Regions from separate parts of the Cricetulus griseus genome. Here region 2 is linked to region 1. The links are chromatin contacts, called in public Hi-C maps. All regions are on one chromosome and are shown on one strand. The core of a region is the stretch at or near the end of the contact, and the rest is flanking DNA. Distances in the headings are between cores, read along the strand shown.

The links. Hi-C and Micro-C count contacts between places; a contact is called where the count stands out from the background.
Region 2: a contact with region 1 is called in a Hi-C map of liver, with 3 times the contacts expected there. The contact joins the promoter of Fxyd6 here to the enhancer-like site in region 1. A contact is called at or near these places in 6 of 8 Hi-C or Micro-C datasets (the CHK-Q cell line, the CHL-YN cell line, the CHO-K1 cell line and 2 more).

Annotation. Positions count from the first base shown.
Region 1 is chr4:157,015,494-157,020,430 of CriGri-PICRH-1.0, reverse strand. No RefSeq gene overlaps it. Among named protein-coding and RNA genes, the nearest start is that of Tmprss13, 10 kb to the left of the region's middle. Within about 2 kb of position 3,645, at least 1 of the 6 cell types and tissues checked has open chromatin away from gene starts, as enhancers often do. A contact at or near this core is called in fibroblasts, where this site is marked.
Region 2 is chr4:157,099,329-157,104,332 of CriGri-PICRH-1.0, reverse strand. Fxyd6 (FXYD domain-containing ion transport regulator 6) reads right to left here and starts at 1,492. Exons shown (of 6, transcript XM_035443440.1): 1 at 1,438-1,492; 2 at 822-860; 3 at 642-716. The coding sequence starts at 1,492.

The DNA.
Region 1 (4,937 bases), core at 2,396-4,895:
TTCTCAGATGCTCTGGTGTGAAGTCATGGAAGGTGACCTTCAACAGGTCCCCAGACGAATCATATTGTTCTTTGTCCACTGTCACCCATAAGAGACATTTTTCTCGTTGGTTCAGTAAAAGGAAAATGTTATACATTTTAAAAATTGCTTATTTTGATTTTTGAGCATGAATTATTAAAAAATAGGTTAAATTAACCAGACTTTAGCCCCATTAACACACACACTTCTAGATATCTGTGCATGCATCCATGTTATTCCAGGCCCCTCATAGGATATTCAGAGCCTGGGCCTTTCTGCTTTTCCACTATCAAAAGACTTCTCTGCACACAATCACACACAGTTACTAAAGCCAGGGGCTGATTGGTAACCTGAGTTGACATTCTTACTCTGACATTCTGGAGGAACCTGTGAAATTAGCTTCCTTTGGCTTGATTTAATCCAACTCCAACTGGGAGGAGAACTTGATGATATATGCCAAGTCAGGCCCGTGGACAGGCACAGAGAGATGCCGTCTCTAACAACATGGATCTCTAGCTTGATGCTAAGATTCTGAATATCACATTTGTGAGTGCTTTCTTTTTCCTAATCTCATCTGACCCTTCAAATAATCCCCTAAGACTGACAGGACAGGAGACATTCTCTCTCCTGCCCAGAGGAGCTCACCACCCAGAGGGCCACTGGCTTGACTGAACCTGGTTGTGGCCTATGTGCCTATCAAGCTGTACTCTTCACATTAGTGGAACATTCCAAGCAATCAATCTCAGAAGCCCACTAATAACTAAGATTGACACAAAACATACCAAAATACAATGCTTCCCTTGAATCCATCTCTGTTACCAACTACAGGACTTTGTAAGGAAGCACACCATGGTCTTGGTCCAGCCCTGGGATGGTTACTTCCTACAAGTGTCATCTGGATCAGTCATTCAGCTTGAATCCTCTAAACAGTGATCCTGCAGAGGTAAGTCTGTTCTGCCCACTTAGAGGTCACAAGATGTTATGAGCTGGCCTAGGGAGCTCTGAAGTACATGCGGGACATGGGACGTTGTCACTGACAGTTTTAACTCTTGACAAGCAACTCTTCTTATAATGTCTTAGCCTTAGTAATAAGAAGCTCCCTTCTGCAACACATCCAACCACAGGCCAGCCTTTGAGGGTGTATGGATTCAGCCTTGATCTACCCATAGACAGGGGCTGTGATATTTATAGTAGCTTCTGGTAGTCTCCTAGTCATGAGAGTGTCAAATGGGAGAGGCATTGCACAAGGCAAAAACCCTGCCTCAAAACATCAAAAGTTCATTGATCTTCGGTTGTAGGGAAAGCTAGGAGCAGTTGCTAGTTGGCTGTACCCAAACCATATATTCTAACTCTGACAACTCTTCCTTGAGTCAAAGTAAGAGACTGGGAGCCATGACCCATGGGCAGAGCTTGGATTGTGTTGTTGAGATAGACAACCTTCCAATAAAGATTTTTATTACATTTATTTATTTGTTTGCTTGCTTGTTTATTTATTGAGGCTATTGAGTGTGCCACAAGCATACATGTGCAGGTTATAGGACAGCTAGGAGTTGGTTCTCTTCTTCCATCGTGTGGATTTCATGGATCAAACTCGGGTTGTCAGGTTTGGAGGCAAGCACCTTGACCTGCCAAACCAGCTCATTGGCACCCTTCAGTTTTCTAACAGCAAATCAAAGAGCACTTGACCAAGCGCTGAATCTCACTGCACTTTTATGTATCAAATAACAGTTGTTAGCTTTGTGCCTTCCTGTTCCAGGAGCAAGTGAGGTACTCAAATGAGGCAAGGGTAGCCTTCTCTACTGGGCCTCATGGACTTCCTTGTGAATTAGACGCCTCACCCACCTTTCTCCTTGCCCTCATCATCTTAGGACTTTGTTACAAAACAACAACAACAACAAAAAAAAAAAAACAGTTAATAATATTAGCCCTCTTAACTGCAAATAGATACTATGTATATACTCATTTTAAAGATTGGAGAAGTAACTGAGGTTCACAAAGAGTACAGTAATTGCCCAAAATTTATAGTTGGTAGATACTAGAAAATGAGTTTGAATATAATTTATTTGACTAGAACAATTTCTGGTCTTTATGAGCTGGCTCTTACCAAGTATCTCATGTTGGCACTGAATCTAAGATCATCTTGCCTGACCCTCCTGAGTCTTAGACTCGCAGGCATGCACCATTCTACCCAGCTACTTGGATTTCTGAGACTATTAATACTACCTTGCATCTATCTAACTCAAATGCAGAAGCTACTGGTTATTCTTTTCCCAAAGAGTTCAGGAAGTTTTGAATAGCCCTGCCAAGATAGATAAAAAGAAACAACAACAACAAAAACAAAACAAAAAACCCTGAGTATCTTATGTTGGAAATTGAGTTACATTATTTACAAGATTACTATGTAAATTTCAGGCACTCCCCTTCCTTCCCTCCATCTCCTCTCCTTTCTTCCCTCCTTACTTCCTCCCCTCCTTCCCTCTCTCCCTCCTTCCTTACTCCTCCCCACCCCACTCCTTCCTTTCTATTTTGCTATCTGAAACAGGATATCACTATGTAGCCCAGGCAGGACTTGAACTCATGACCTTCCTGCCTCGGCATCCCCTCTGCTGAGATAATCAGGACATCATCATATTTGGCCTTAGATAGTTCTTGCTCACAATTTTTTTTCAATTGTTTTGTGTGCAAGGCCTTTTCAACATGCTGAGAAAACCTAAACAGATGCTGTACACTGCTATCACACTGGATTCACAGATGTATTTCATTCCATTCAGAATATATATGAATTCATCACCAACCTTTAAAAATACAATTAATAACCCAAAGAAGCTTAACTTTCCTATTGACGTTGGCCATAATGTGCACTTAATCAATATCTGGTGAATAGCTGATAGCAATTCTTTTACTTCCCCTTACACCATCTAACAAAAATCTAAGCAACCAGTTAGTCAATCAACAAGTCTTTATTGAATCTCTACTATGCACCAAACAGGAGTTGCTTCATATCTAAATTGCTTCTAGCGAGCTCCCATCACAAAGAAAACTTGCTGGGTCCTCCCACAAAATAACCCCAGTGGTTGAGTCACGTCTCTACCTTCTTCAGATGGTCCATGCATCACTTGGACATTCCCTATGCAAGCCAGAGCTTGGTTCTTTAGGATCACAAAATTATGGAGTATGGCAATGGTTGGATGAGATCTCAATGTCTGAATCAGACCAAACAGGATTTGAATACAGGCTCTACGTCTAATGACGTGGGGCAGATAATTGGCTTGACTCCTTTGAACTTCACTATCCCATTGAACCTGGCAGAGGAGGGTAGGCCCCGTTGGGTTCTGTATGAAAAGAGAGGACTCTGGTTGGGTCAAACTGTCCCACAGCGTAAGTGCACAGTGGTTGCTAACAAATACGTGAATAGGATGTGGGAATGAATCTCAGGCCATCTTTTCTGAGCAGTCCACGGTTCCCTTGGGCTTCTAACCCTGACTCCCTGTGCAGAGGGCTTAGGAAACTGGAATTTTCCACCTCTTCCTGCACTTGGTCTTTCTTCCCTGTCTCAGCCCATGCCTGGGGCTGAGAGCTGCCCAAGAATCCTGGGGCCTGCACCAAACCACAGGTCTTGGCACAGAGTTCAAAGCCTCCAGGCTAACACAAGCTTAAGCCAACCAGCTGTTCTCAGCCCTACCATCTGCAGGCTCCAGTTTGGGGGTAAAGACTGAACAAGAACAGAGAACCTTCCTGTGCTGCCAACCCCCCTCACCCCTGGCTCTCAATGCTAGGTGCTGGCTTTCCACTCATCCCAGAGCCTGGAAGAGCCAGTTCTCCCAGTCTGCTCTAGGGCTGGTGCGATACCATGTGGTCCAATCATCAGCCCCAAGTTCTATTTAATTACTCCAAGGGCAGATGACACACACAGAGGGGGTCTAGTGGTGTAATTACAAGGGGTGGGGTGAACCCAGACAATGAAGAGAATGCCTCACTCTGCTATGGAGCATGGGGGAGCAAAGTCATTAGGGGCTCCCCTGTATCTGACCCTCTATGAGTCCCTACATATCTCTTGCTACATTCACAAGCCACATGTTGGAGAGAGAAGGTTGGGTGTGCATAGACTGTAGAAGCTGGGTGCCATCAGCTGTCCATTTCTAGGCCTAGTGACCAGGTCCTGGAGCCCATCCTGCCTGGCTTGTCTACCTAAGAGCCAGGAGACAATCAGAAGAGGCAGATTTAACCAATGTAACAAAGCCAGTGTAACTGCAACCAATAATCCCAGCACTCCTGACATGGAGTCAGGAGGATCACTAGGAGTTTGAGACCAGACTGGGTTAGTGTGAAAACTTGTCTTGGAAAAAAAAAAAATCCTCCCCCTAAATGGGGAGTAGAGGAAGAGATTCATTTATTCATTCCATAAAATGCTTTTAACAACTTCGTTGAGACAGAATTCACGGACAGTATGAGTCAGTCATGAAGAGTGTACAATCAAATGGTTTTTATATCCACAAAGTTGTGCAACCATAAACCATTATCACAACTAATTTCATCTTCATCACCCCCCTCCAAAGAACATGTTTGCCATTAGTGGTCAGTCCCTACTTCCCCCCAGTGTCCCTCCCACATCCATAAGTAATGTTGAATCTACTTTCTGTATCTGTAGATACATCTAATCTGCATATTACTTATAAATAAAACCACAATTATGTAGTCTTCCATGTCTGGATGTTTGTCATGTGCTCAAAGCCCATTCGTGTGTTAGAACTCTAATCTGCGCACGTGTGAGAGGGTGTTGGGGTGTACATGTGGGGAGGTATGCATGCTTATTTGTGAATGTGGAGATCAGTATTAGGATCTTTCCTCAACTGCTCTCCACTTTAATTTTTTGAGACAGGGTCTCTCACTGAATCTGGAACTCATTGATTTGGCTGAGG
Region 2 (5,004 bases), core at 243-2,742, 86 kb before region 1:
CTACTGTGAATCTATACAGACCAAAGGCACCACCAGACACACAGTGGATGCCTGCACTACTACAGGAAGTAACCCTGGGTAGGGGGCAGGAGTCAAGGGAGGCCAGGTGCTATGGTTTAAATGGCAGATGCACCCCACAGGAAGTTGTGTCTAAATACCTGATCCTCGGTGGGGGTGCTGTTTGTGGGAGGAGTAGCCTAGCTACCAAAGTGGGTTGCTGCGGTCAGGTGTTAGAGGTGATAGCTGCTTCTGGTTATACCCTGAACTTTCTGCTTCCTGGTCAACCTTAATGAGAACAAGCCACAGATGTCTACTACCTTGGACCAAGCTGCTCCACCATGCCTGTCCACTATGATGGACTTTGCCCTTTCATACGGTGAGCAAAAATAATCAGGGTGGGAAATGCATAGGGACACTTTCCTAGGAACACTAGGAAAATGACATCTGACTCCTGGGATGGCCGAGCTCCTGCCCTAGGGATGCAGAGAACATCCTGCTCACCTTCCTTGTTTTACTGAGCACTTACTACATGCCCCGCCCTGTATTGGTCCTGGAGATACCATGGAGAGGCAGACCATGGCTAAGCTTGTACACTACCCCCATCTGTCTAGCAGCCACAGAGAAAAAGGGGACACACTTACTTAGGATGAGTAGTATCCCAACAGAGAAGAGGACCACAGCGAACACCAATCCCCCAATCCTCAGGGTCTGGTAGTCTGCAAAGGAACCAGGGATGTGAGGTGAAAGAGGGGCAGGGCCAGGAGGACAAGCTTGTCCCTCTCGGATGGGGCCACACCCCGGGGGCTGCTGAGCTCACTCACCATAATAGAACGGATCCTTTTCTTTCTCCTTCTCAGCTGCTGGGGAAGCAGACAGACATGGTCAAGAGGAAGGCAGCGGTGTTTCCTGTGACATCTTACCTGCCCCACAGCAACCTGTCCCCACTAAAGGACCCCTGTGAAGCAGGATCATGGGAAGATACGGGGGGATTGTGGAAGTTGGGTTTCCTGGGCTTAGGGTCCACACCCAGGGTCTATGGTATATGTGACTCAGCCTCAGTGGGTTCCTGAGGTCACAGCATGCCCTACATTTATTCTAAAAGGCCAGGTCTGTCTATCAACTCGTGACAAATGGGGAAACTGAGAGCAAGGGGTACTCATGACTTGCATATATGGTCAAGGTGGGTTAATTAGTCTAGGCTGCAGGTCCACCGGAGCTCAAGGTACCTAGAGAGGTTAACAGAAGGCCAGCTGGACCCATGCAGGGAGCAGTTAGGAACACCTCAATTGGGATCTGTTTTTCTCTGCTGACTAATGGTGAGGTCCCTGACCGGATGTGAAGCTGCCTCTCGACCCTAACATTCAAAACAGCCAGAACCTTCAACAGAAAGGGCTATGGCTGCCAGCTTGGCACAGCCAGGCTCTAAAGGATTCTTACCACTAGCCAGGACTGCAGGGGCCAGCAGGCTGCAGAGGATCAGCACCGTCTCCATGGTGTCTGGGATAAAGGAGGAAGACATTACTCTGGGGACAGAAGACCTTCCTCCTTAAGCTATCACCCTAACTGGAGCTCATCTCAGCCACAGCTGTGCTGGCAGCATAAGTGACCTGAGGCTACTTCAGATCCCCAGGACCAAGGTACCTGTCGCCTGTCTTATCAGACTCTCGGAGAGCTCTGGTCAATTCTATTATTCCAGATGAGTCAGAACACTTAGCAGGCACTATGATAAGTCTGGAACCGAAAGTTTGATGATAGTAAATGACCTTCATAGAAGGAATTGTAGGGCTGAGGTCATACAGGGGCTCAGCCACTCATTTAGCATGGGGCTTCTGGGTCAAAGCCTTAACACCCCAAGGACTCGGGAGATGATCATCCCAGTGTCTTTCTTCCAGGCCATCTCTGCCTCATTAAAATGTGGGGCCTCTGGTCCAGCTCCCACAGTCAACAGCCTACCAGGAAGTCTTTTTTTTTTTTTTAAAAAAAAGATTTATTTGGTGTGTGTGTGTGCGCGCGTGCGTGCGTGCGTGCGTGCGTGTGTCTGTGTGTGTGTGTGTCTCTCTGTGTGTGTATCTGTGCATGCTTGCTATATGTATGCAGGTGTCCCTGGATGCTAGAAGATCCAGGGCATCATATCCCCTGGAGCTGGAGTTACAGGCAATTGGGAGCTGCTTAATGTGGGTGCTGGTCCTCTGGAAGAGTGGTCAGTGTTCTTACTCACTAAGAAGTCTCTTCAGCCTCTAGGAGGTGTTTGTGCCAGCCCTGTAGTCCAGTCAATGGCTGGAGGCCACTCTCTGGTCCCCAAACTCTATGGCAAATCCTGACACTCATATATGACCTCCTTAATTGCCCCTCATACTGTTTCCTCTGTATTCATCAGCTTTCCTTAGAAGACCAGGCCATCATCCTCAAAAGGTGACTTGATTGTATAAAGGGAATGTGGACAAAGTTTTCTAAGCATCAGCCCCCAGTCCCTCCTTCCCTAGAAGACACTGAGTGCTATACCACTTAATCCTGGGTGGGGGTGGGGGAGAACCTGGATGGGACACATGGCAGAGTCAACTCCCGAGACATATGGAGTTACACTCATTACTTTCAGGGTCAGAGAGCAGTAGAGAGTGAGAAGGGAGAAGAACTCAAATCAGGAGTGTTCAAAGCTACTCAATCTTTTCCAGATTGGGAAAGCCGGGCTATAGCCTGGCTATCACGGCCCAGCCGGTGCTCATTCTAACAAGCGGCTCTGATGCCATTCACGAGTGAGACACCAGAGGGCAGCATAGCTGTATCCAGAACTATGCCCAACCAAATATAAGCGGCAGAGAAAGAATCTCCCGCTGTATGAACAATACACCTTGCTCTTCTTAAAACTATGCTTGACACATATATCCAATCACGATGCTTAGTGTGGTTTTGTGTATATGTAAATGCTAGGTGTCTGCGCAGGGACATGCACATCCATGTGAAGCCAAGAGATCAACATCGGATGTCTTCCTCAACTACAACTGCGTTTTATCTTTTGAGAGAGGGTCTTTCGCTGACCCTGGAGCAAACAGATTTGATTTGGCTAGGCTGACTGGCCAGAGAATCCCAGAAATCCTCCTAATTCCCCACCTTCTCAGTGCTCTTCTCAGTGCTGAGACTGCGGTTGGCTTCTACTCCATCTGGCTTTTTTTTTTTTTTTTTTTTTTTTTTATGCATAAGTTCAAGGGATCAAACTCAGGTCCTCATGCTTGAGAAGCAAATGGCTCAGTGACTGAGCCATCTCCCCAGCCCCTAGTATAGCTTTTAAAAAAAAATAGCTTTATAATTGTAATATTTACAGTCTCCTGAGACTTGCTTTGATCAACATTATTTTGAAGTTTTATTTATACTATTATACAGAATCATAGTTAATTCATGTTTAATGTGATATTTCATTGTGAAGGCAAATTACTGTGTAGTGATCCATTGTCTTGTTGATGGATGTTTGGTGTTGTTAAAAATACATTGCTAATGGTAAATGATATGGTTACAGACACTTACGTGCATGCTGCCCGGGGCACACATACGATCAAGAGGTTTTTAACAGTTTTGAGCACCCACCCTCAAAAGAAACAGGATTTATATTATAGATCTGTGGAAACACACATTGTGGATGATAGAAAACACAGCCACCAAACACTGTGAATGATGCACTCCACTGATTAGTTTCCCTTTGCAAGAAATATGATTAGGCCCCTTGACAAGTCTCATGTTGCAGGCCAGAAATGATGGTCTGGAGTGAGCATAGCTCTGAACTCACAGCTTCGGCTGCAAACTGTTGCCGCTACACAGTTTTATTGTCCTCTATGGAGGTCGTTCCTATTTTAACATCCCACCAGCGTGATGTGATTTATCTCTGTTGCTCTCCCATCCTAATTAGTATTTGACATTATCAGATGTCATAATTTTATCAATCTAGAGACATAAAATATGGTGTTAATCTGGTCACTTAGCACTGGGTGTTTGTTGTTTCGATTTCTTCATCAGTGATGGGATGTTCCTGTCTTCTTTTCTCCCCATTTTCCCATTTTCAAATCATTTTCTCAGTCTTGACACTAACCTGTTATTGAATATTCCAATATCTCCTCTCAATTCCTGACTTGTCTTTTTACTAAAGAATTTCTTTACATCTATTTATTTTAGTGTGTGTGCGTGTGTGTGTGCGTGTGTGCGTGCGCGTGCGTGCGTGCTTGTGTTTGTAGGTCAGATGACAACTTGCAGGAAGGTAGTTCTCTCCTACCACATAGGTCATGTGATCAAACTCAGGTAGTCAGGTTTGGTGGCAGGCACCTCCATCTCCTGAGCTGTCTCGCTGGCCCTGTTTTTATGAGAGCTGTTGTGGATCTTCCTGGCGGGACTGGGTGGAGATGACATGTTCCTGATTCCAATTGCCTTAAGATTTATAAATCTTTTCATTTTCCAGGACCTTGTCAATATGCTCTAGTGAAATATTATGACACCTTCATATAAGTGTCAAATCCATTCAGGGTATATTATAAATTATATTGCTATTTTAAATATTAATGTATTGAGTAGTATGGAGCAAAACAATTGATTTTTTTATCTACTGGTGTTAAATACAGTAATCTTAAGCTCTTTTATTTCTAATAATTTACCCAGATACCTTTGCTTTCATTATAGACAGACTTTGTAAATGATAGAGTGGTGTTGCCTCCTTCTAATTAGTATACAAGTTATTTTATTTCTTGTTTTAGTGAACTAAGACTTAAAGTGAAATGCAGTAGAGAAACAATGATCACATATACACATGCACACATGTTTATACACTTGTACACAAATTTGGTCTTGTTAGCTATTACTAATTTTAAATGGAGTTCTAATGTTTTGAAAATTCTCCTCTAACTCTTTTTCCAAGATGTTTGCTTTATATTAATTATGAATAATATATAATAAATATATAATAAGATATATATCTTATTCCCCTTTTAATCTGCCAAACATATAATTTTTTTTCTTGTTGTTGTT